Linked DNA regions of Mus musculus: region 1 is linked to region 2. The links are chromatin contacts, called in public HiChIP or PLAC-seq maps. All regions are on one chromosome and are shown on one strand. The core of a region is the stretch at or near the end of the contact, and the rest is flanking DNA. Distances in the headings are between cores, read along the strand shown. Region 1 overlaps Cacng7 (calcium channel, voltage-dependent, gamma subunit 7). Region 2 holds the start of Myadm (myeloid-associated differentiation marker).

Evidence for each region. HiChIP or PLAC-seq counts read pairs in DNA pulled down with a chosen protein or histone mark.
Region 1: an H3K27ac HiChIP or PLAC-seq map of embryonic stem cells shows a contact between it and region 2, with 12 read pairs. The contact joins the enhancer-like site here to the promoter of Myadm in region 2. A contact is called at or near these places in 2 of 39 promoter capture datasets (embryonic stem cells and epiblast stem cells), 8 of 484 Hi-C or Micro-C datasets (the NIH/3T3 cell line, embryonic stem cells and nephron progenitors), 6 of 115 datasets of contacts at active chromatin or transcription factors (bone marrow-derived macrophages and embryonic stem cells) and 2 of 9 other capture datasets (adipose tissue and pancreatic islet).

The regions. Positions count from the first base shown.
Region 1 is chr7:3,365,194-3,368,457 of GRCm38.p6, forward strand. It overlaps Cacng7 (calcium channel, voltage-dependent, gamma subunit 7), which reads left to right. Exons shown (of 6, transcript NM_133189.5): 5 at 754-899; 6 at 1,498-3,028. The coding sequence ends at 1,755. Among named protein-coding and RNA genes, the nearest start is that of Cacng8, 27 kb to the right of the region's middle. Within about 2 kb of position 1,533, at least 26 of the 459 cell types and tissues checked have an H3K27ac peak or open chromatin away from gene starts, as enhancers often do. A contact at or near this core is called in embryonic stem cells, where this site is marked.
Region 2 is chr7:3,289,157-3,292,187 of GRCm38.p6, forward strand. It overlaps Myadm (myeloid-associated differentiation marker), which reads left to right and starts at 1,399. Exons shown (of 3, transcript NM_016969.2): 1 at 1,399-1,474.

The DNA.
Region 1 (3,264 bases), core at 283-2,782, 76 kb after region 2:
TCACCGTTCAGGTGCACTGAGATCTCAGATAGCAGGCATTGGGTGGGGCGAGGGCAGCTGGTGGATTCATTTCTGGGTTCTGTGCACCCAACCAAGGCCCAGAACAAGAGGTCATTCAAAACCCAGAAGTGAAGCCCAACCCTGTCATGACAGCTACTTGGGAGGCTGAGACAGGAGGTTCAAAAGTTCCAGGCCTGTCTGGGCAAGTAAGTTACTGAGACCCTGATTCAAAATAAAAAGCGAAAAGAGGGCTGGGGATATAGCTCAGTGGTAGAGCTCCTGCCTAGAATTTACCAGTTAGGGATCAAGGCCCAGTGATAGAACTCTTACCTAGATTCCACCACTGTGGATGCATTGCTCAGGTGCAGAATTCCTTCATAGAATCCACCAGTGAGAGGCTGGGGACATGGCTCAGTGGTAGAGTACTTTCCTAGGATTCACCATCAAGAGCTCACTGGTCGAATTCTTCTCTTGATTCCACCAGTAAGGGGCTAGGCTTGTGACTCAGCAAGAGTTCTTGCCTAGAATCCTCTACTGAGAGTCTGGGGGGTGGGGGGAGGTTTCAGTAATTGAGCATCTGCCTAGGATTCCCTAGTGAGGGGCTATAGGCATCGTTCTGACATAGAACACTTGCATACCATTTTGGGGAGAATAGGCTAAGGCTAGTCCTTGATATAAGGCAGAGGGTAGAGGGAAGCACTGAGCGGTCGGGAGTGCTCCCTTCTTATGGTCCTGGCATCCTTCTTCCCTCAGGTCTCTCCTTGGTGGTGGGCTTGGTCCTATACATCTCCAGCATCAACGACGAGGTCATGAACAGGCCCAGCAGCTCTGAGCAGTACTTTCACTATCGCTACGGGTGGTCCTTTGCCTTCGCTGCTTCCTCTTTTCTTCTCAAAGAGGTGATGTATTGGGCCCAGACTGCCAGTTTGAAGACAGAGGTGGGGCGGGATCGGAGTTGGGGGATGGGTGGTGGTGCTGGTGTTAGGGGTATTCCAGCCCCTGGAAGTCTGGAGCAGATGGAGCTCTGAAGATAGTGCCTTTGGATTTGAGGAGAGAAAAAACCTGAAGTTTGGACCTTCCTAGGTCTTAGAGTTGGGAGTCCTAGGTCCTGGGGAAGGACTCCCCGAACAGAGGACGGTCTGATTCTTGTGCCCAGGAGGAAAAGAATGCTATGGGTTATGAGGAAGGTGGTTGTAATCTCTGGGTCTCGGAGAGGAAAGAGCTGGGGGACCCATCTCTCTGCTTTAAAGCTGGGAGTGTTTGGCTGTGTGATTCCTGGGTCCAGGAAGAAGAGGAGACTGGATGGGGAGAGGTGCCTGAACTATGAGGGAGATGGGTTAGACTTTGATTTCTAACCCGTGGGTCCTGGAGGAAATGAGGGCTGGGCCTCTTGGGTTTTGCTGAGGTCTTGGGATGATATGCAGCTGTGATTCCTGGGCTCTGATAGAGAAGGCAGTAGGGTGCTGCCTCTGGGATACTGACTGTGCTTTGCCACAGGGGGCCGGAGTCATGTCCGTGTACTTGTTCACCAAGCGCTACGCGGAGGAAGAGATGTATCGCCCGCACCCGGCCTTCTACCGACCGCGTCTCAGCGACTGCTCCGACTACTCCGGCCAGTTTCTGCAGCCCGAGGCGTGGCGTCGAGGCCGCAGCCCTTCCGACATCTCTAGCGACGTCTCCATTCAGATGACGCAAAATTACCCCCCGGCCATCAAGTACCCGGACCATCTCCACATCTCCACTTCGCCGTGCTGAGGCTGGAGTCCCTCCCTTTCCTCTTTCTCCCTCCCCTCTCCCGCGCCTCACCCATGAAGCCCCAATTCCTTAAGGAACTCTAGGCTGAAGGATGCTGTGCCATCTCCAAGTTCCTACCCATCATCCTCATTTCAACGGCTCCACCCTTTTTCCAATCTCTCCTCACTGATTCATTATACTTCCAAATTATTCCTTCCTCACCTCGCCCCCGTGAGCCCGCCCCTTTCCCTTAGGTCCCTCCCCACCGGTTAATTCCAACCGAGTTTACTATCTTCTGGTGGTATCTTGCACCTAGCTCCCCCAACTCCGCCAGACTCCCGCTTCCGGTAGGGGTGCTGGGTTGGAGAGTGGGTGTAGCAGCCACTGGAATGCCCTGGAACTCCCGCTCCATTCTCTTTGCACACCACCAGGTGCCCTGCAGGTCGCTGGTGGCGGCGGGTGGGGATGAGCTTGCTCTGCCTACAGGGATATGACTATGACTGACCATGACCTTTCTGTTGCCTTTCCGGGACTCCATTTTCTCTCTTTTCTCCTCTGGAAGGTGACCTTCTGTCTTTCTTCTAATGTATTCTTCTTCTTCCTCCCCCCACTTCCTCCTCCTCCTCCGCCTTTCCCTCTCCCACCTCCTCTTCCCATTTATCTTTTCCTCCCTCCACCTGCTCACCCGAAGCCCCTAGGTGCATCCAGCCTCTCACACCAAACAAGGATGGGACCCCAGGGTGGAGGGAGGTTCCCTCATGCTATCTCCACTCCTGTGCCCGCCTCTTCCCCCTCGAGGTTCCTTCGGGGGAGGGAGGGGCAGTAGCGGGGGTTAACACCCCCCAAAACCTCCGTCTTCCATTTTCTGGTACTCCCTCTCATCCATGTCCCTCTTCCCACCTCAAATCCCCAAACTCTGGCCTCTTTCAAGGGCCCGTTCTCCCCCTTGGACAGATTGGGGGGGGGCGGGGGAGGTCGCCAGAAAACCGCCCATCCCACTCCCTTTATTAGGGGAGGAGGGCGAGGTAGCACAGTGTTAACACACACGGAACCAGAACGGCCCCGGGGTGGGGGGAGGGGGCAGGGGAGGGACGGGGGCTTTTAGTTTGCATCTTAGGGGGGAGGGGGGAGGGAGAACAGCAGCAGTTATAACCTGTCTTTACGCAGCGATTTTTAATGAGTCTGGGGGAGGGGGGAGGGAAGCAATAAGGGTGGGGAACCGGTGGGGTGGGGGGCCTGGCTCTGTTATTTACCGTGTATCATATGTAAATATCAATAAACTTTATTTCAAACACGTCTGTGTCTCACCAAAGGGAGGGGATTGGAAGAAAGGAGCTTATGGTATTGGTTTCTCTTAAGGGTAAAGTACTGTTATTCTGACTAGTTCTTGCCAGTTGTAATAGCACAGACCTTTAATCCTAGTACTAAGGAAGCCGAGGCGGACAGAACAGCGAGGACTACATTGTGATACCTATGTCTTCAAAAACCGTACACCACATGACCAGGCTTGCAATTCCAGCCTTGGGAGAC
Region 2 (3,031 bases), core at 149-2,648:
TTCGCGAAGCTCCTAGCTTCCTCTCTAGGGCTAGGACTATAAACCTCTCCAGTCTTCCTGGAAGGTAACCAGAAGCAGCCGCCGGGAAGAGACAAGCAGCCGCAGCCGCCACTAGGCCCCGCCCAGCAGCAGCAGAGCAAGGCCGCGCCCGGGACCGCTGCAGAGCGGGGTGAGTGAGTGCAGCCAGGAGGGAGGGAACCAGGTGTCCTGGGTCTCCGCCCTGCCCAGGGGGCCAGCATTGGGACCTTTAGGAGAGACCTAAAGGTCCCTCCAGCATCGCGACCTTCAGCTTCTTTTCCCATCTGGCTCAGTCGAGTTCTTTCAGGCCCTTAAATCCGACTTTTTTTTTTTTTTTTTTTCCCAATCCTGCATCTCTTTCCTGCTTTTGCCCCTCTCCTCCCGGTACTATAGGGCCCGAGGAATCCTTCCCATATGATAGAACCTAGAATCCAGAGCTCCGGGCCCTAGCCCTGTCCTCATAAAGATTCTGAGTCTCTCCCTTTGTCCTGAAGGCAGGAATTCAGGCCAAAAATAGCGTGCCCTTCTAGACTCAGGCAACCAACCAACCAACCACATATGTTTTGAAAACTGAACGCTCAGAAATCTGGTACCCTCCCTCCAAATTTCCAGGAATTTAGCTACTATCCATCATCCTTTCGCGTCTCCTGGCTGTGATCTTCTGAGACTTGGCCCAAGGGTCCTCAGGCCATGATTACAGTGTAATTGGAGATATGGCCCACTCTCTATGCAGACCCCTAAACGAAGGAATCTAGTCTTTGTTTTTTGGGGGTGGGCCCTCACTAGTCAAGGTAGCTTAAGCTCAAGGCCTGGCACCCTAAATTCTGCTTCAGGTAGACAAGACTCCGTTAAACAGAGGTCTAGCTGACCCTCAAACTGCTGGGACCTGGATGTGTAAGATTTCCTTTTTCTGGGTATCGTGGGGGAACTGATAGACAGAGGCGTGGGGCGGAGAGCGGGAGAACTGAATGAGAGGTGAGACTAGGCGTGGGGACCCGGCTTAGTGGGGGGGGGGCGACGACTCTATCTGAAACAAATCATAAACAAGTACGTTTCTATGGCAACAGCATTCTCCGGTCTACCCTGAAGATTTCTTTCTAGAGCTATGACAGGGAGGATAGCCCCCAGGAGACCCCACCCCTCCAGCTGCTGTGTCTTCCTGTTTTGTCTCCACGGCTACGGTGACCTCAGCTCTGCACCCCCTCACTGGTAGGGCGGGAGATCCAGGACGCTAGCCTTCTGGGGGCGTGGTGTGGCATTAGCCCCGCCTTCGGGGCCTACCAGGGATAGCCTGAATGAAGGGAAAGTCCCTTTTCACCGCCCTAGCCAGGCCCAAACCCCGCCCACAACCCCTCCCTCGCGCGCTCCTCAGCTGGCCAACTCCACCCAGTCCTAAGACCCTTTTGGTCTGCAGCTGTCGTCCTTGTTTGTGCTACAGTCGCCACTGCCTGGAGAGGTAAAGCTGCAGGGACCCCCAAAGGGAAGGAGTTGTGGTCCAGGATCCTTGGTTCTAGAAAGAGGAGTGGGCACGGATTCAGGTGTCTGGATCCCTAGAAACACTGCAGTTGGACCAGGACTCAAGCTCTGGATGAAAGGCTGAACATCTGAGCTCATACAGGTCATACATGGGAAAGAAGAGGGACTGGGGAGTGGGCACGTGGGTATGAGGAAGGACGGTGGTACTTGGACCCTTGAGGCTGAGAGCGGTAGGATGGGATCTAGACTCCTAGGTCTGACCAAAAAGGTTTGGGATCTGTATTTAAGATGGGTCTCAGGGAGGAGGGCAGGATTCAGACCTTAATCTGGAGGAAGTTGGGGGTCTGAATTTGTTCTGAGGGAGAAGGTACTGGAGTTTGAATTGGGACGGAAGAAGGGAGGGGCTGGGATCTCGACTCTTGGTTTGAAGACTCGGAAAGATTGAGTATAGATCCCTGAATCCGAGAAGATGGAACTCCTGGATGCTTATACCTGGTGCTTATACCTGGAGGGACTCAGGAGGGGAAAGTCCTTGTTCTGACCCTCCCAGAGGCCTGCACCCGCACTAGAGTATGGGGGGGGGGCTGGGGGGAGGGAGGTAGGAATCTTTGAAGGCTTACGGCTGAGCCCACCACTGGTGTGAGGCGTGGCCTGGAGTCTGTTCAGGGCTGTGCCCAGCATGTGCCCTGTCTGTGGAGTGATGGATGACCTCAGGAGTGTGGCATTGGGGATGGTAGCAGGGGTGCTGGGTGTGGCCCTGAGAGTGGAACTAGACCTAGGAGGAAACTCTAGGGGCGTTTCCTCACCCTGCTTATGTCTTTAGCTGAGCATTCCTGAGCAATGACTTCAAACGATGCTGGAGGCCTCTATCACTAGTTCCGTTACCTCTCCTAAGGTCTTCCTTTCTTTCTATTCCTCCTTTCCTAACTTTTCTCCCTGACAGAAGGATTTATGCTGGACACTAACCCGCCATTTTTGTTTTTGTTTAAAAAATTTTAAAGACAGGCTTTATGTATATAGCCTTTGTAGTCCTGGAACTCGCTATGTAGACCTGGCTGGCCCTGAACTTGTAGAGATCCGTCTGCCTCTTCCTCCTAAATGCTGAGATTACAGGCGATCTGTTGCCCACTTATTATAGTGCGGGGTGCCTGGCTTCCCAAAAAAACCAATCCTGGTGGGAGCTGGGGGTTTCTGCCTTTCTGTCTCAACTCCCAAGTGCCCTGGAGGCTTCTAGTTCCCAGGGAGAATTGCAACTCCTGCATGAGTTCTTGCCTGGAGCCAAGGAAGAGCTGTGTCCTGGAGCTCCATCAGATTGAAGGAGTTTTAAGGAGTCTCATTCCCTTAGCCCCAGTCCCACCCATTAGGGGTTGAACCTAGTACCTCACACATGCTAGTCAAATACTCTACTTAAAACCTCACCACTACTGACTTCCTTTCCCCCCATCCCCACCCCCACCCCTTGGTGGTCTTGAACTCTCTCTGTGACCCCAAGAAGGCCTCGAATTTCCAATCCTGCCTCTACCGGTGCTTTGGGAAC